2 separate regions of the Gadus morhua genome follow, and region 2 is linked to region 1. A link is a contact called in public Hi-C data. All regions are on one chromosome and are shown on one strand. Each heading gives the region's core, a stretch centred on a gene start, on an enhancer-like site or on the middle of the called end of the contact. The rest is flanking DNA. Distances are from core to core; before and after follow the strand shown.

Evidence for each region. Hi-C and Micro-C count contacts between places; a contact is called where the count stands out from the background.
Region 2: a contact with region 1 is called in a Hi-C map of gill, with 7 times the contacts expected there. The contact joins the promoter of eef1e1 here to the promoter of tmem14ca in region 1. A contact is called at or near these places in 2 of 6 Hi-C or Micro-C datasets (gill and gonad).

Annotation. Positions count from the first base shown.
Region 1 is chr23:14,052,848-14,060,280 of gadMor3.0, reverse strand. tmem14ca (transmembrane protein 14Ca) reads left to right here and starts at 2,608. Exons shown (of 5, transcript XM_030349189.1): 1 at 2,608-2,729; 2 at 3,231-3,315; 3 at 3,480-3,581; 4 at 3,700-3,787; 5 at 4,114-4,324. The coding sequence starts at 3,240. The coding sequence ends at 4,171. It overlaps mak (male germ cell-associated kinase), which reads right to left. Exons shown (of 15, transcript XM_030349192.1): 13 at 5,823-5,942; 14 at 5,408-5,503; 15 at 4,369-5,274. The coding sequence ends at 5,114. It overlaps tfap2a (transcription factor AP-2 alpha), which reads right to left and starts at 182. Exons shown (of 7, transcript XM_030349540.1): 1 at 51-182. The coding sequence starts at 83.
Region 2 is chr23:14,519,438-14,526,870 of gadMor3.0, reverse strand. eef1e1 (eukaryotic translation elongation factor 1 epsilon 1) reads right to left here and starts at 5,989. Exons shown (of 4, transcript XM_030349491.1): 1 at 5,862-5,989; 2 at 5,019-5,213; 3 at 2,807-2,902; 4 at 742-1,403. The coding sequence starts at 5,945. The coding sequence ends at 1,260.

The DNA.
Region 1 (7,433 bases), core at 1,359-3,858:
GCGCATTTTTTTCTCGCTCATTAGTTTCAAATAAGCAGAACATAGCCTACCTGCCATTCCGCCATTTTGCCCATTATGGACATTTTTCTGATACCTCGGGTGGTTCGAGCTACCTGCTATCTCAGCTTTACTCACAGAAGTTACTCGTTACTTACTACCTGGACAAGATCAGCTCACCTGGCCATAAAAGCGCTCTCGGCAACCTGGTGACGCATGCGCAAAGCGCGTGTGTGCACCTACACCCTTCCTGGGAGAAGTCGTAGTAAAAGCGAAATGATGACTGGAATAAGTCGTTTGAAGGCTTCATAACATTGCAAACAGGTAACGGGAAGTAAGCTAAGTACGACAGCCTCGTACAGGCCTATACTTTAATGCGGAAACGAATTAGATCCTAATATCTTTCCACTGGTTTTAACCAAATAGACGGTGTGAGCGTGATTATTAGTTCAAATAAAACAATGTCAAAACAGAACTTGAAGGTTAACTGCCAAAATCATTGCGTTTACACAAAGGCTATACATACGTATTGTAAGAGTCATAATTTATTTATCCACTGTTTATTTCTAATACATAGCCTACTTGTGTAGGCCCCTCGGGCCAAGTGCGAAATGAGCTCAGATCTCCTTTTCTCTCTTTGCCCCCCACCCTTTCTTTTTCTCCCCCCCCCCCCCCCCCCCCCCCCCCCCACACACACACACACACACACACACACACACACACACTCACACTCACACACACACACACACACACATGCACACACACACACACACACACACACACACACACACACACACACACACACACACACACACACACACACATACACACACACACGCACCAAAGTGATAATAGGTTGTTAGTCCAAATTACTTGTTTCAAAGTCTCTGAATGACCAGAGAGGGTTATCAAGAACACCCTGTGTACGGCACACCGACTGCTTTGGCAACTATATTAACATATCGTTATTTGTATTTATTTATTGGACACTATGTGAACATTTTTGAATCAACGTGCCCATTTACTTTTCGGTCGACTCGAGTTGTACTTTCCAGGCAGCGGTTTATTGATCAAATATTTAGAACAAGCATCTTCAAAAGAAAGCGCACAATCAATAACGGCAGAAGAGAATACCTGTCATGATATAGGCTACGCCAGGACAAAAGTGTGTGTGCGTCTGTGTGTGCGTGTGTGCGCGCGTGCGTGTGTGTGTGTGTGTGTGTGTGTGTGTGTGTGTGTGTGTGTGTGTGTGTGTGTGTGTGTGTGTGTGTGTGTGTGTGTGTGTGTGTGTGTGTGTGTGTGTGTGTGTGTGTGTGTGGCGTGTGTGAACAACGGTTTTTGAAGCATTGCGGATCACGGAGATATCTACAGGCTACAGAAGCAGGCTATAAAATCAATCTTATAGTGTATGCGTTGTATGTTAAAGACTGTCATGCCGTTTCAACATATTTCCATTTGTCTAAGGCCAGGTTTGAAGCAAACTTGCTTCCTGCGGCCTCCGCCAAAATAAAACTAAAAAGCTATATAGGGGTAGGCCTATATACACATCAAACGGGACGAATGTGTACGTTTGTGTGTGATAATAATACTAATTCTAATAATTAATATAATAATAACCATAAGAAGGCTTATACAAATTGGCCCTAGTAATAAAAAAAAAAATAATAATATCAACGCCTATTTTAAAACAGGCTACCTGTTATTTATGCTTCATATAAAATAAGAGAATATATAGCCAATATATTCAATAACCTGTATATGGTTAAGCATATAACCTACGAAAATGCTATTGGCCTAATTATTGATCGGTTTATCTTCCCATGTCGTAGCGTGGGCCTATTCCCTTATAGTAGAACTAGGCTATCAACCTTCAGAGGTCTATGAGGGAAAACTATTCACCTTACACTTCCAAATATACATCCTGATGTACATTAACATTATGATAGACCCGACAGCCTACAAGGCTCTTCCAGTATTGGACCGTCTTCTAGACCTATTGAACGCGTTTTGTCTCTGAGGCTTCTTCAATGGACTTTTAGCGCCATCTTCCTTCTGGAGGAAGCACTATCATTAATTTCAGTTTTCAGATAAAGTGAATATTTCTTGTATTGAAACAGAACCAACGTCAAGCCTAATGTAATTTATCCGCACATATTTTATCAGAAATTGACCAAAGTAACAAAACCCAAGAAACATAACCCCATATCAATCATAGAATAAAATAAATACGAAATTCACGTTTTGAATGCTATTTCTCACACAATTATCATGCTGTCAATCAAGATGTTCTTGATTGACGCGTGTATGTCACAATGAAGTCCGTGCACGCGCACGCGCTTGACGAGACTGAGGAAGAAAAATAGTTGATGCGCTCCACCGCATAAACAAAACAAAATGTAGTCCTGTAGCGCCATCGTGTGTTGATATAAATTCAAAGCAGTATTAATTTTTGGAAGATATGCTCCTGTTCTTTATATTTCATTAACGTAAAATAAAATGTAATTATTTTAGGGTTAGGGTTAGCACATGTAGGCACATTCCCTAAAAAGGAAGAGTGTATGAGGGTTCATGGTTTGGAAGCAATCTATGCCCATAAATGAGGAGACTTCATTATCCATAGTGCACTTCTCCAGCCCCTTTCCGGCGGGGATGTGTGCAGCAAAGATATATCACCGGCGGAGAGCAAGAACCAGTGCGAAAGGACCAGTAAAGGACAAACTGGGGCTTAACAGGTGAGAGCCAGTACGCACGCTGGTAATTTAATAATATGACCTTGAGATAACTCATGCATCGATAATTAGCTATGTTTACTCAATGTAGATTGGCTGTGTCTGTTTTTTTGTGTGTTGTTCCCCGTGGCTGCAAGCTATTGCTGTCTTATCTCATTGCTCTTGCCTCTTACATCAGAAAGACCCTCCTTTCTGTAGACATTGAAATGGTTTGGATAACTGATAAGGGAATGCATTCTGAAAGCATTGTGTGTGTGCAACGATGTTACCCAATATCTTGGTTGCACAGTTGGTTTTCTGTAATGGCTGTGTGGTTTCGGGGCAGTCAGACAGGCTTATCAATGTGTTTGCAACTGTGAGTGCATAGTGTTGCACGCACAAGCCATACTCAAGATTATTCAGAATTTACTAATTGAGCTCTAGTTGTTCATAATTAGCCTCAATACAAGAGTGCTTTGTATACATAATGGAAAGAAACTAAAAAATGTTTATTCTGTTTGACAGGTGTCAAACATGTCTGTTGATTGGGTAGGATATGGGTACGCAGCCCTGGTCGCCTCCGGGGGGGTAATGGGCTACGTCAAAGCAGGTTAGTATTTATTTTAATTGGTAAATATATAACCTTTTAATTATCTCCCTATATAGGCCTTTTACGTGTTTTGTGAGATAAAGAATGACTATTATCAATCATACGTGTTCCCCTGAAGTTTGTCCACTTAATCTAAGCGTCTGCTGCTGTCCTTGACTGCCCAGGCAGCGTGCCCTCCCTGGCCGCTGGTCTAGTCTTCGGTGGGCTTGCCGGCCTCGGTGCTTATCAGGTGTCCAAGGACCCTACTGACATCTGGATCTCCCTCGGTAAGCAAGCTAACATATGTTCTCTGTATTGATGTGCGGGGGGTTATTTTTTTTTACTTCTTCGGTTTCAAATAAGGTGTAATCGCATTTCTCTATGTTTTTAATTCTACGTTATCAGCTACGTCTGGAGCGCTGACAGGCGTCATGGGAAAGAGGTTCTACGGGTCGAGGAAGTTCATGCCCGCTGGTCTGGTCGCTGGAGCAAGGTAACCATGTGATTAACAACCCTCATTTAACCACTCAGTAACAACCATACACATTGGGATTGATTCTCACCATGGTAAATATCACATGGGGAATCTGAATGATTCACATGCATGTGATATACATGTTGCATGTATGTTGGTTTTTATATTCCGAGTTCTCATACACTGCATTTTTTGTAAATTATATTTGGGTGCTCCCAGCTATACTGTGACTGGTAATTGCTGCTTTGAAACAAAGACCAATTTTACCTGGAAATGTATGGCTCCTTGTGCCCTAAAAATAAATGATGTCATGTTTGTTTTACTCTTTTTGTTATTTTTCTTAGTCTTCTGATGATGGGGAAGCTTAGCATGGCGTTGCTTCAGAAACCCCAGGACTCCTAAAATGATTTCTACTGCTATGGAAAGTTTTCACTGGAAATCCACTCTGCAATATCTTCAGGACCAGCCTGTCAACACTCGCTAATATTGTTTAAATGCTTTGCATGTGTTTTGTAAAAAAAAATGTTAAGTTGATGAATAAACAAATCGTGTTTATATAGTAGTGTATTTTTTGGTTAAAAAGGACACAAACTCTGGTATATTGTAAAATGTTTACAAAATTACGTTTATTTACTGAATCATACAAATTAATTTGCCATTATTTGAAAAGAATGTAGTAGAACAGGAAATAATCACTTTCAATGCAAAGATGATCTTTATGGCCTACATGTAAACAAACCAAAAAGATAAACAGAGATACAGCATCGGTATGACCTTTCTCTGATGCCATTTCGACGAGCAAAACAACTAAAAACCCTTCAGATACAAAACGACCTTTGACCATAAACACAAATGTATGAAGAATTTCTGGCCACTAATAGACTTCAATAGGCCAACCATGTTGCCTATCCATCCCCTATTTAGATGTGACCATCTGATCTCCCAAGTTGACCAAATGACCAAAGCACACGGTCATAGTTCCTGCGAACATTGTATCCAGCTACACCATAAAAAAGTGCCAGCATGTGAGGAATCGTGGAAAGGACTTCCTCAAAAACATTAAAGGACATAAATCGGGTGAAATATTAGAATTTCTACGAAGATGAACAGAGGATTATGGAGTTGGAGTATATGGAGTTGCTTATATGATGTCTAGAATCTGTTTTTATAAAAGTACAGTTAATACAATTTGGAGGAAAAAAAAATAAACTCTGGTCCCACTCAGAGAATAAAAGGTGCATTCAGCAACGCAGCAGGAACTCCTTTTGTGCCCCAAAAGTGACTCAGACCTCGCTAAACCCCCAACAGCGAGTGGAGGCAGCCGACTCGGTCCCCTCCGTCGGGCTACCGATTTCCCCCGTATTTGGACGTCCAGTCCACCCTGCCGTGGACCGGCTGTACAGTGGTGGCCCGGGTCAGGAGGTTTCCGGAAGGTTTCCCTAACGCTGCATAGCCGCTGCCCTTCACCTGAGTTCGGTCCGTCCTCCTCTTCCACCCCTCGTAGTCTAAAAGATCACACCAATCAGTCAGTCAGTCAATCGAATCCATGGCACGAGACACCGGCTATAGTTCAGTTTGACTACTGTCCACAAGGACGTAAAAACTGAGTTACACTACGAGTTATATCTTAGTCTTTACCTTCGTGACTTTCACCCATAGAGGAGTTGGATGTGGGCTTGGCCTTGGCAGATTTGCTTTTATCTTTTTTAATTTCAGGAGAGGAAGAAAGGTTTACTAAAAGAGGGTGAAGCAAGTGGAGAAGTGTAAGAGTAATGTACAGCACAGTGGAGGATCTGAATGAGAGCTGGAGAGTGAGACGATAGAGAACAGTGTAAAGCTGAAAGAGTGATCAGGGCTGCTCTATGGAGGTCCAAGTTGGGCTAAGATCAACTTTAAAGAAATGAGTAAGTAGAAATATGAATGACAAAGGCCCAACTCCATTCCTGAGACAATAACAGCAGAAATGTCAATAGACTTGAGAAGACTACCCTATGGCCACGGTTTTCTTTTGCGGGCGACTCAAGAGATAAACATGGAGGAGGTGAAGACCTACTTGTGTGTTGGCCGGCCAAGGGAGCCAGCTGAATCCTCTGGCCCACAGACCCCACCTCCTTCTTCTGGAAGGAGGGCATGTAACCGCCAGAGAGGTTGTACTTGGTGCTCACAAAGTTCCCTAAACGACAGACCGGATTGGGAAAAAGCCTCTTCAGGATTAGGAACATTTGTATATATATTGTGTATATAAAACTTGTATCTATCTATTTGAGCTACTATGAGATATTTGGTTTGAGCTATAACTATGAGCTATGAAATATTTGGTTTAATGTAAAAAGGTAGTTATAATATGCAAAACAAACATCATACATCCATGGGAGATATGTTAAGTTGATATAAGTCTAAACACCTACACACACACACACACACACACACACACACACACACACACACACACACACACACACACACACACACACACACACACACACACACACACAGTAGTGGGGTGTTTCTAAATTCATGGGCATGAATCTTAACGCTTGACAGAGATAAGAATTCACATGAACACCCCTCGCCAGAGGGAGAGGCTACTGTTTGCCGCAGTTTGTGACACAAGTAATAATAAAGGCTTGACAGGACGGATAAATACGTGATTGAAGTCATTCAAGTGGGCAAGCAACGCCTTCGATCCACTGTGGTCCACCGTTGGTCGTGGATGGTTATCAGTATAATTAGTCAAATGTGTCATTGTTCCCCTTTGCGGGAGATTTCGATTCTTCTCAAATTCAGCCTCAGTTTAGCCTCTGGGTTTTCTTAGTTCTCGGCATAGCGTGTGTATTAGGGGACAACAGCAGGGGTTTCCAGCTCCCTGCCCCTCTTTCGCATGGTAACCAGTTGGTTGAAAACCAACGCGCCCCGAGCCCCACCCCCACCCCCCCCCCCCCCCCACCTCAAGTCTGTTACACCAACTGCCATGCCGGTTGTTAGTTTATCTGCCTTCGCCCCTGGGCTACCGCGAGCGCTCAATCAATACAAAGTTTGTTTACCCCCGGTTAATATTACCTCAACGATTCAGCCATGATGTGCTCAATGACTGCCAATGACACGTGGTGTAAAGTTCATTAACATGTTGGTTTTGAAGCCGGTGTTGGCCATGGAATAATATAACGACAATTATACTGTAGCTATGGCTAGTCATTACGGGACAGGTTGGGAAACTGGCAACCGCTTGCTACGGAAATACCTTTGCAGGGATCCATTTTCTCCAGTATTCTCTCCTTAACAACCATTTTCTCTGCCGTGCTTTCCAGTGACTTACTGGGCCCCTCTTCTACCCTCGTAGCAACGACAGTGAGATGAGGGAGGGACGCATGCAAGGGGTGAAGAAAACACAAAGAAAGACAAAAAAAGTAAACGCAAGACAACTGAAGGAAGGGCGCAGGGGGAATATGGGAGGCGTATGACTTTCTTTCAGAAACCCCGAAAGGAATGCAACGGCGTTTGGAATGCCCGTCAGTCTTTCTCGCAAAGCGCTGAAAGACCGTATTTGCCGCCCAGGTCTGTGTAATACTTAACATTAAAAATTAAAACAGTTGAATGAGAAGAAATAAGTAATGGAATGAATGGGCCCCCACATCTAAAACAAACAGTGGTGGCTGAAGGGCCC
Region 2 (7,433 bases), core at 4,740-7,239, 460 kb before region 1:
GCGCTCTGATCCCCGATGCTTACTGCTCTCTGCTGCCCACACCACTGGTGGCGGGGAAGTGGCCAAGAGACGGAGAGAGAGAGTGCCGGGGAACAAGAGAGCCAGAGAGAAAATGTGCGCAAGCTCTGCTCTAACCGTGTATTCAAGGGCAGGGGCAGGGTCTGCATAATGTCAGATACAGGCTTAAAGGCGCTGAGTAATAGTTATTTATAAGAATAAGTGTTAAAAAGATCTATATTCCGACAGCCAACACTGTTATGGAGTGTTTGGTCAGCTATATGGGTCTTTCAATCCCTCCGCTCTGCAGTAACAGAAACAAACGTTTTTTTTGGTATCCCGTTTCCCACTTTATCCAATCAGGAGAGAGAACTCCACAAAGAGGGGGTCTTATCTGCTCCTTCATGGGCAGGCAGCAGGATTTCATTGTTGACTGACAATGGGGTCTCAGGCGAAGCTACCGATTCCAGCGCTCAAAGGAACGGCTTACATGACGGAACAAGCCAAAACAAACCGGCTGAACAAACAAGAAAAGAAAACTGCCAGGGAAACGACAGTAGTCATGCAATAACCCGTTTATGGAGAGGTTGTGAAAGGACTTCTAACTGCAAAAAAAACCAGACAGGAAGTTAGGCCTAAACAACGACATTACCTACAGTTACTCTTGGTGCTGTTAAGTGGTGATGGGGTGATGTGTGTTTGATAAAAGGGCTTATGAGGGCACAGAGCAACAGGGACAGAGCAGGGTATTTATATGTCGTTTACTGGTAGTTTGGGTAGTTGTTGACAAAAAGCTGTTCAGGTGAACAGGATTATTGTCTGAGTCACAAAGACAAAGCAGCAAGATAGACAATGAAATGTACTTTGCATGCTACTTTGAAGTTCATTGTCGATATATTTTCCCTTGTTGGATCCACATAAAGAAAAAAACATTTAGCAGACCCTGAAGGTGTTGATATTGTCTGGATAACTTACTGAAAAACGAAAGCCCCCTCACCCACCACATGTACCTCAGTATTCAAGTCACGATTACAGGTCAGAGCTGGGAAATAGTTAACACAAACATGAAGACAATATAGGAACAAGCAGACACGAAAGCCTTCCTGGCATTTGTGAAAAGCAGCAAGTCTTTTCCCCGGGGTTGGGGTGGTGGAGGTGAACACATTTTCCCAGAAGATGGTCCGAGTTCATCCCTACCCCGGTGAGGGCGTCAGGGAGCTCGGAGACCAGGTGGTGGTGGTGGTGGTGGTGGATCTAACGTCTCAGTGGTGTCCGCTGATGTACACTCTGTTTCTGAGCACCACCACGGGGCACAGGTGGTGGCGGAGGCGGGGGTAGTGCTGGAGGTGGTCGAACCACCGGGTCACGTTGACGTAATGCTCCTTCTCGTGGACGGCCAGGTCCACCTGAGAGGAGAGAGGGAGCATGGGGACAAGGTTCAGGTGAATCGGATCTGCTGGGGATGTATACTTTACTGTATAGGACCTCATACACATGTGGTACAGTTGAATGCCTTGTAATAGTAGGGATGCGTTGATATACCACGGCCAGGGTGATTGCTTGATTCTGATTGGCTGGAGGGGTGCTGATTAACTCTGCTAAACAACAGTAAACGCATGGCTAAGACGTAGATTTCATTTTCTATTTGCACTTATAATCCAGATAGGTGCACTCTGATAATGGTAGTAGTAGTACATTGGCAGTCATTTCCAAACAACACTTTCAAAGTGACCTATAATGACTTAGCTACAAAGAATTATTGTGTGTTCAGCTTACTTTTCCTAACGTATTATTGGCGATCAAAAACGCACAGCAGCAATTGTCACCTTGTGATAAAATATGGCCTTAGAAAAGTGAGAATTTTGCCTGGAACACATATCAGGCCTCACTACCTCCCACATTGAGTCACTGCTGGCTGGGGTGACACAGGTTTGTTTGAATCCCATAAAACAGCGTACTTGGATACTCCAAGACCAACAATACAATCATACACGGACACAGTTTGCGGTAAAAATCCCAAATATGCTTATCAGAGCGCTTGACGAATCAATACGATTTTGTTCCTAACCACCCTGCGAAAGACCCTAAATGGAAATCCCCCCGCGTGGACAGGCTTCCGAGCTCATATCCTCAGGGCTCTATGCTCGGCACTCAGTGTTTGTGCATTCAGTGTTGTCGTCCATAAATTGAGCATGGGGGACGGGCTGTGTGGTTGAGGATTAGGGGCGGGCTGACCCCTTGTCCCCGGGGTTCAGACCACACTGACAGCGGAACCAAAGTGACTCCCCTTCTGCCTGGTGGCAACAGAGCCGTTGACATCTCTCGGCATGTGATACCCTCGTCCTCCTCCCTGCCCTGCCGTCATCCTTCCATCCGTCCCTTGTGTCCGTCCCACCGCTGCAGGGGTCGTAATTCACTGCTTTGGTTGCGGGGAGGGGCGTGCCCGTCGTCGTCCGTGGCCGTGGTCTGGGGCTACAGGCTTCGCTTTGTGCCGCATGGCTTGGCACCCCGGGGGTTTGTCCGGCGTTTGTAAAGCCGCGTCTACTACCATGTGGTTCTCAGGTCGGCCCCTCGGCCATATGACTGGTGTTGGTTAGTGGGAACGTTGTGTGTGGGGGTAGATGGATACAAATTGGCGATACAAAAAAGTACTGATCATCTCAATCAATTTGGCACAGAGGTTGTTCTTTTCAAGGCATTTCATTCTGAAGAACATCCTGACGAGATATCTCGTTAGACAACTCCTTCCCTTGGGCCGTGGCCAGGCTAAGCCTGCTGGGAAAACCTGGGTATAAAATACAACACTTACAACCAGTGGGTGAAGTCCGTAATACATGAGGGCGTCGGCCAGGGTGAAGCAGTTGCCTGCCAGGTAGACCTTGTCTTGCAGGTAAAGGTTGAGGTCCTGTAGGAGACAACCAGAGAAAATCGTTTAGGACATGCATGTGGAATCAGCACACAGAGAATGAGGGAAGATAAGTAAAAAAGCCAACGTTTGTGACCCTGTTGAAAATGATGCACTGTTTCATAAGAACAATTAACGAAGAAGGAACCGGTGTCAGGATAAACAAGCTCAGACAACTTCTGCATACATTTTTGTGTGTTCCAAAAAGCTCGAGCAGCTTTGGCAGGAATTTCACATGGAGGAGTGAAAGAAATGTTCAGTAGGCACTTTGTGTGTTTGATCCACCCTTGTGTATGTATGAATGTATGTTTGTGTGTGTACAGGAATAATACATGACCTGGGGGGACATGCTCTCCCCATGACTGGCCATTGAGCAATAATTCCGTACAAAACGGCCAATTTGTTTCCCCAGCTACCAAATAACAAGGGTGCTTGAGTGCAAATCTAAATGAAGCCATCCGCAAGACAACAGGAGTGCTCCGTGTGTGCGCGTGTGTGTGTGCGTGGAGCTGGTCCCATGGGACGGAAACATCTTTAGCACTTGTACATTGTGCGATTGCTACGGCATACACGCGGAGCGTCTTGAGGGCAAATGGAGTTATCGTGCGGCAAGAGTAGGCTATGCCAAGCAAGGCATGAAGACAGCAGACTTGCTCCCCTCGCCACAATCAGATCTGTGCCTCTGTTAGCCCAGAGCCATGGTGCTGAAGCCCAGTCGAGCAGGGAATGGAGACGGCAACTCTGCTGCCTAACCAAGCTCGCAGCGCTGCAAACCTGGGTTCCTCCACACACACTCACACCCACTAAAGGGCATCAGTCCGGATGATGTCGTTTAAGTGTAGTCCTCCTTATTAAGTCAACGCAATAGTTGTTAAAGTGTCTGGCACAAATGAACAAAGTTAAACAACTATGAGAAGATAAAGTACAATGACCCCCGAGATGGGACTGCACCGTTGTGATTCACTTTTCAAAAATACCTGCTTGTAAATGAAGTTATCCTCGACAAAACTGTGTGGTTTGTCCCTCCTTTAATAAAACAGTCAATTCAAAAACATCCGTCAGTCCGTCGTGGATTTCAAACCATCAAACTTAACCCCAGCATTAGAGACAACTTTTGTACATGAGGGAGAGGAGTAAGAAAGCCTGAAACAAAACGCTAACTTTTAAGCACCCTGGCTGTTGACAGTTCCTGTCCTGCTCTTCCACTAATGGGAAGTGACCGTCGGGGCTCCGAGAGGATGCTTCTGTGAGGGACGCTGGGGCAGAAGCAGCAGGGTGGGACAGAGGGGGCTGACAGGCAGCAGAGCCACGGGGCTGAGGGAGACTTGCTCCTTTAAAGTGGGACCATTAAAATATTTAAAAGGCCTCTCCGGAGACACGCTGCATCACAGCGAGAGGCCTCAGCCGTGACACAACACCACCGCGCGCCGCGCTGAGACACGAGCGCGCACGCAGGCAGACACACACACACACACACACAGAGACAGACGCACACATTCACAGACCCTTCACGCTGACACAAACAACGCCACGAGGCACCTTTGCATCCAGCAATCCATTTCACACTGACTGGTGTCCAACACATTAAGGCCCTTTTATTGTTGTGTGTGTGTGTGTGTGGCCGTGTCACTGAAGGGGGCCATACATCACTCTGTATTCCTGTAACTTGTACCTTAACAAGACCCACACTGTCACTGGATCTCCTCGCCGCTGTAGGGGAGGGAAAGAGAGATGGAGGGAGAGCGATTTGACGCCTCTTAAAGGCGGTGCAGTGTGTGTGTGGGGGTGTCTGTTTCTGAGCGGGTATTTTGCTGTTTAACCCTGCTTGGCTTGTAGTTGATTTGATCGCTTATGCAAGTATTATACAATACCACTTCTGTTGAACCATTCTAAAGAAGGTAAAGTTATTGCTAGGTGTAGTGTGGCGATGGGGTTAGGGTGGGATGTATTAAAGAGAATAATTTTGTGTGTTTTGCAATATGTGCATACACCACTATCTAGTTATTAACAAAACTGCAATTAGTTCTAATAACAATTGGTTAGCAGTCTATTTATAGAAGTACATTCATGCATTATTCATAGACAACTGGGTCGTTGTGCGTGTTCTCTTTTCTACCTTAAGAACGGTCTTGGCTTCTTCCCTGGTACAGCCGTCCACTTTGGTAACTCTGTACTCCAGCCACTGATGCACCATGGCCCTGTGTTCTGTGGACGTGCCCAGCAACTCGGGGCGCTTGGCCTCATTCACCAGGTGGCTGCAGACCGTCAGTAATCCTACCATAGGCCCATTATTGCTCTGCAACACTGGTACCTGCCAAGGACGAGGTTTAAGGGGCAATAAATCTACAGTTCTTGTGATTTATGATAAATTAACACACTATACAAGGCATCTTGAGAATAACAGTTTTCTTTTTTTTGCATTTATAATTTAGATGGATTTCTGTTTGATTGTATGTAAAGGCTTGCTGAATCTCATTCTGGAGTCGGTAGCTGGTGAGGGAATTGAAGACCCTACGTTGTCTGTGATTACACGTCATTGTCCAATTTGATTTTGCATCGTTGATATGACACGTAAAATCATAGAAGGAAAGTTATGGAGGAGAAGGGTGTGTCGTCAGCACACAGCATGCACTGGGGGATGGACATGCGCAGAAAAGGCACGTCCCATCCAGTCATCGCTGACATGTGGACATTGGATACATAGCAATACAAGCCACTGTTCACACAGAACTTACAGAATTGTGTGAGATCGTTTGCTATCACCAATATCTACAAGCGTATATGGGAAATAACTCAGCCGATATACCTCAGCTGGCTAGCACACGTACGTTGTATTAACCGGGGCTAGCATTGACAAGCTAACCAGCGTTCACCCATTGTTTCTGTAACTCCTTATTCTAATCACAATTGTATTAAGAGGTCAATCGTAAATGACAAACCGATAAAGGGGTGTTTTCACCTTGTTGTCTCCCTGTGTACTGTACTTGTTATGCTTTTTTAGTCCCAGAAATTTCTCCAGCGATGATAGCTCCTTCAACGCCATCTTTGCTACTGTCTGTCATTCATGTGGCGTACGGTGTGTGTAGAACATGATTGGTTCAACTCGCAGCTCCCGCCCACAAACATAAGATTGACTGTTGTATAGCCAATGACAGCGTATCAGACAAACGGATTTTATTTCTTTCATTTTATTGCATCAGTTCATCAAATAATGATTTTGAACTACATCCTATTTTGGCTTAGATATACCCTTTACAATCATATTTACAAACCAACGTATTTTAACACAACTAGCAACTGTCAACACAATGTAAAGAGTGAAGAGTGTAAAAAACAACATTTAGCTTATTTGATTAATGAGAGTTGTGGGAAATATGACGAATACCATTATTCTATGCCTTGAAGAAAAACTGATAAAGGCAATGTCATTGGTACCTCACTGAAACTACAAAACCTCTGCATACACACACACAGGCACACGCACACGCACACACACACACACACACACACACACACACACACACACGCACAAAAAGAAGTCCCCTTGTATAAATTGGTTACGCATAAAGTCATATTCCTTAAAGCCCTTTGGGTGTGCAATACTTGAACAAAAACAAAAACTAAAACCCCAAACTGAACCAAGGAGTGGCTCCCACTGAACTGATCAGGAGTGAGGGGTATTTCGAACTGCCAGTATGAACGCAACATGTCGTCCTGTAGCACAGCTCCTCTTCGAGCGGTTGTGCTTCAAATCAAATCGAGATGACAGCAGAAAAGGTCCTTATAAAGAGTTTGCGCATAAAGTCCTGCAGCAAAGTTTCCCTACGCGCATGCCGTATATATGTCTCTCTCTGCAGTGTGTCCTGGTTTTGACACTGTGTGTGTCACGTCTGTTTGGATTTCTACTGTCCCCTGTGACTTCTCCATAATGAAATGTCACTTGTCACTCAAACCTCGGCTTATTAACTCACTGGTCCAGGTGGGCCCCCATTGTGTGTGTGTGTGTGTGTGTATGTGTGTGCGCGCGCGCGCGTGTGTGTGTGTGTGTGTGTGTGTGTGTGTGTGTGTGTGTGTGTGTGTGTGTGTGTGTGTGTGTGTGTGTGTGTGTCTCTGTTACCCCATAGAAAGTGACAGCTGAGTTAAAGTGTCACGATGTGAGCTGGATTCTCTAATCGGTTCCCAGTGGTTGGTCTTTGTTGAGGGACAAAATCAAATTAATTTCCTATTGGTATTCTTTTTTGAATTGACATTTCTGACTCAAACTAGATAAAGAGGCAGAGGGAAACCCTATTTCAGAGCCATCGATGGCATCTATGTTCGAGGCTCCAAAGTGTGTCAACATTCAGATGTTTGGCAAAGTAAAAAGGGATTCAGAAAATCGTAGACCTATATTATTTAGCTTTGCTCAAAGTAAAGGTATTTTACACGTTTACATAACTTCAGGAGAAGGAGAAGACAAACTTTTAATATTTATGTTTTCCGACATCTTTTGAACCGAAATGCGATCATAATAGAAAAAACATTTGTGTAT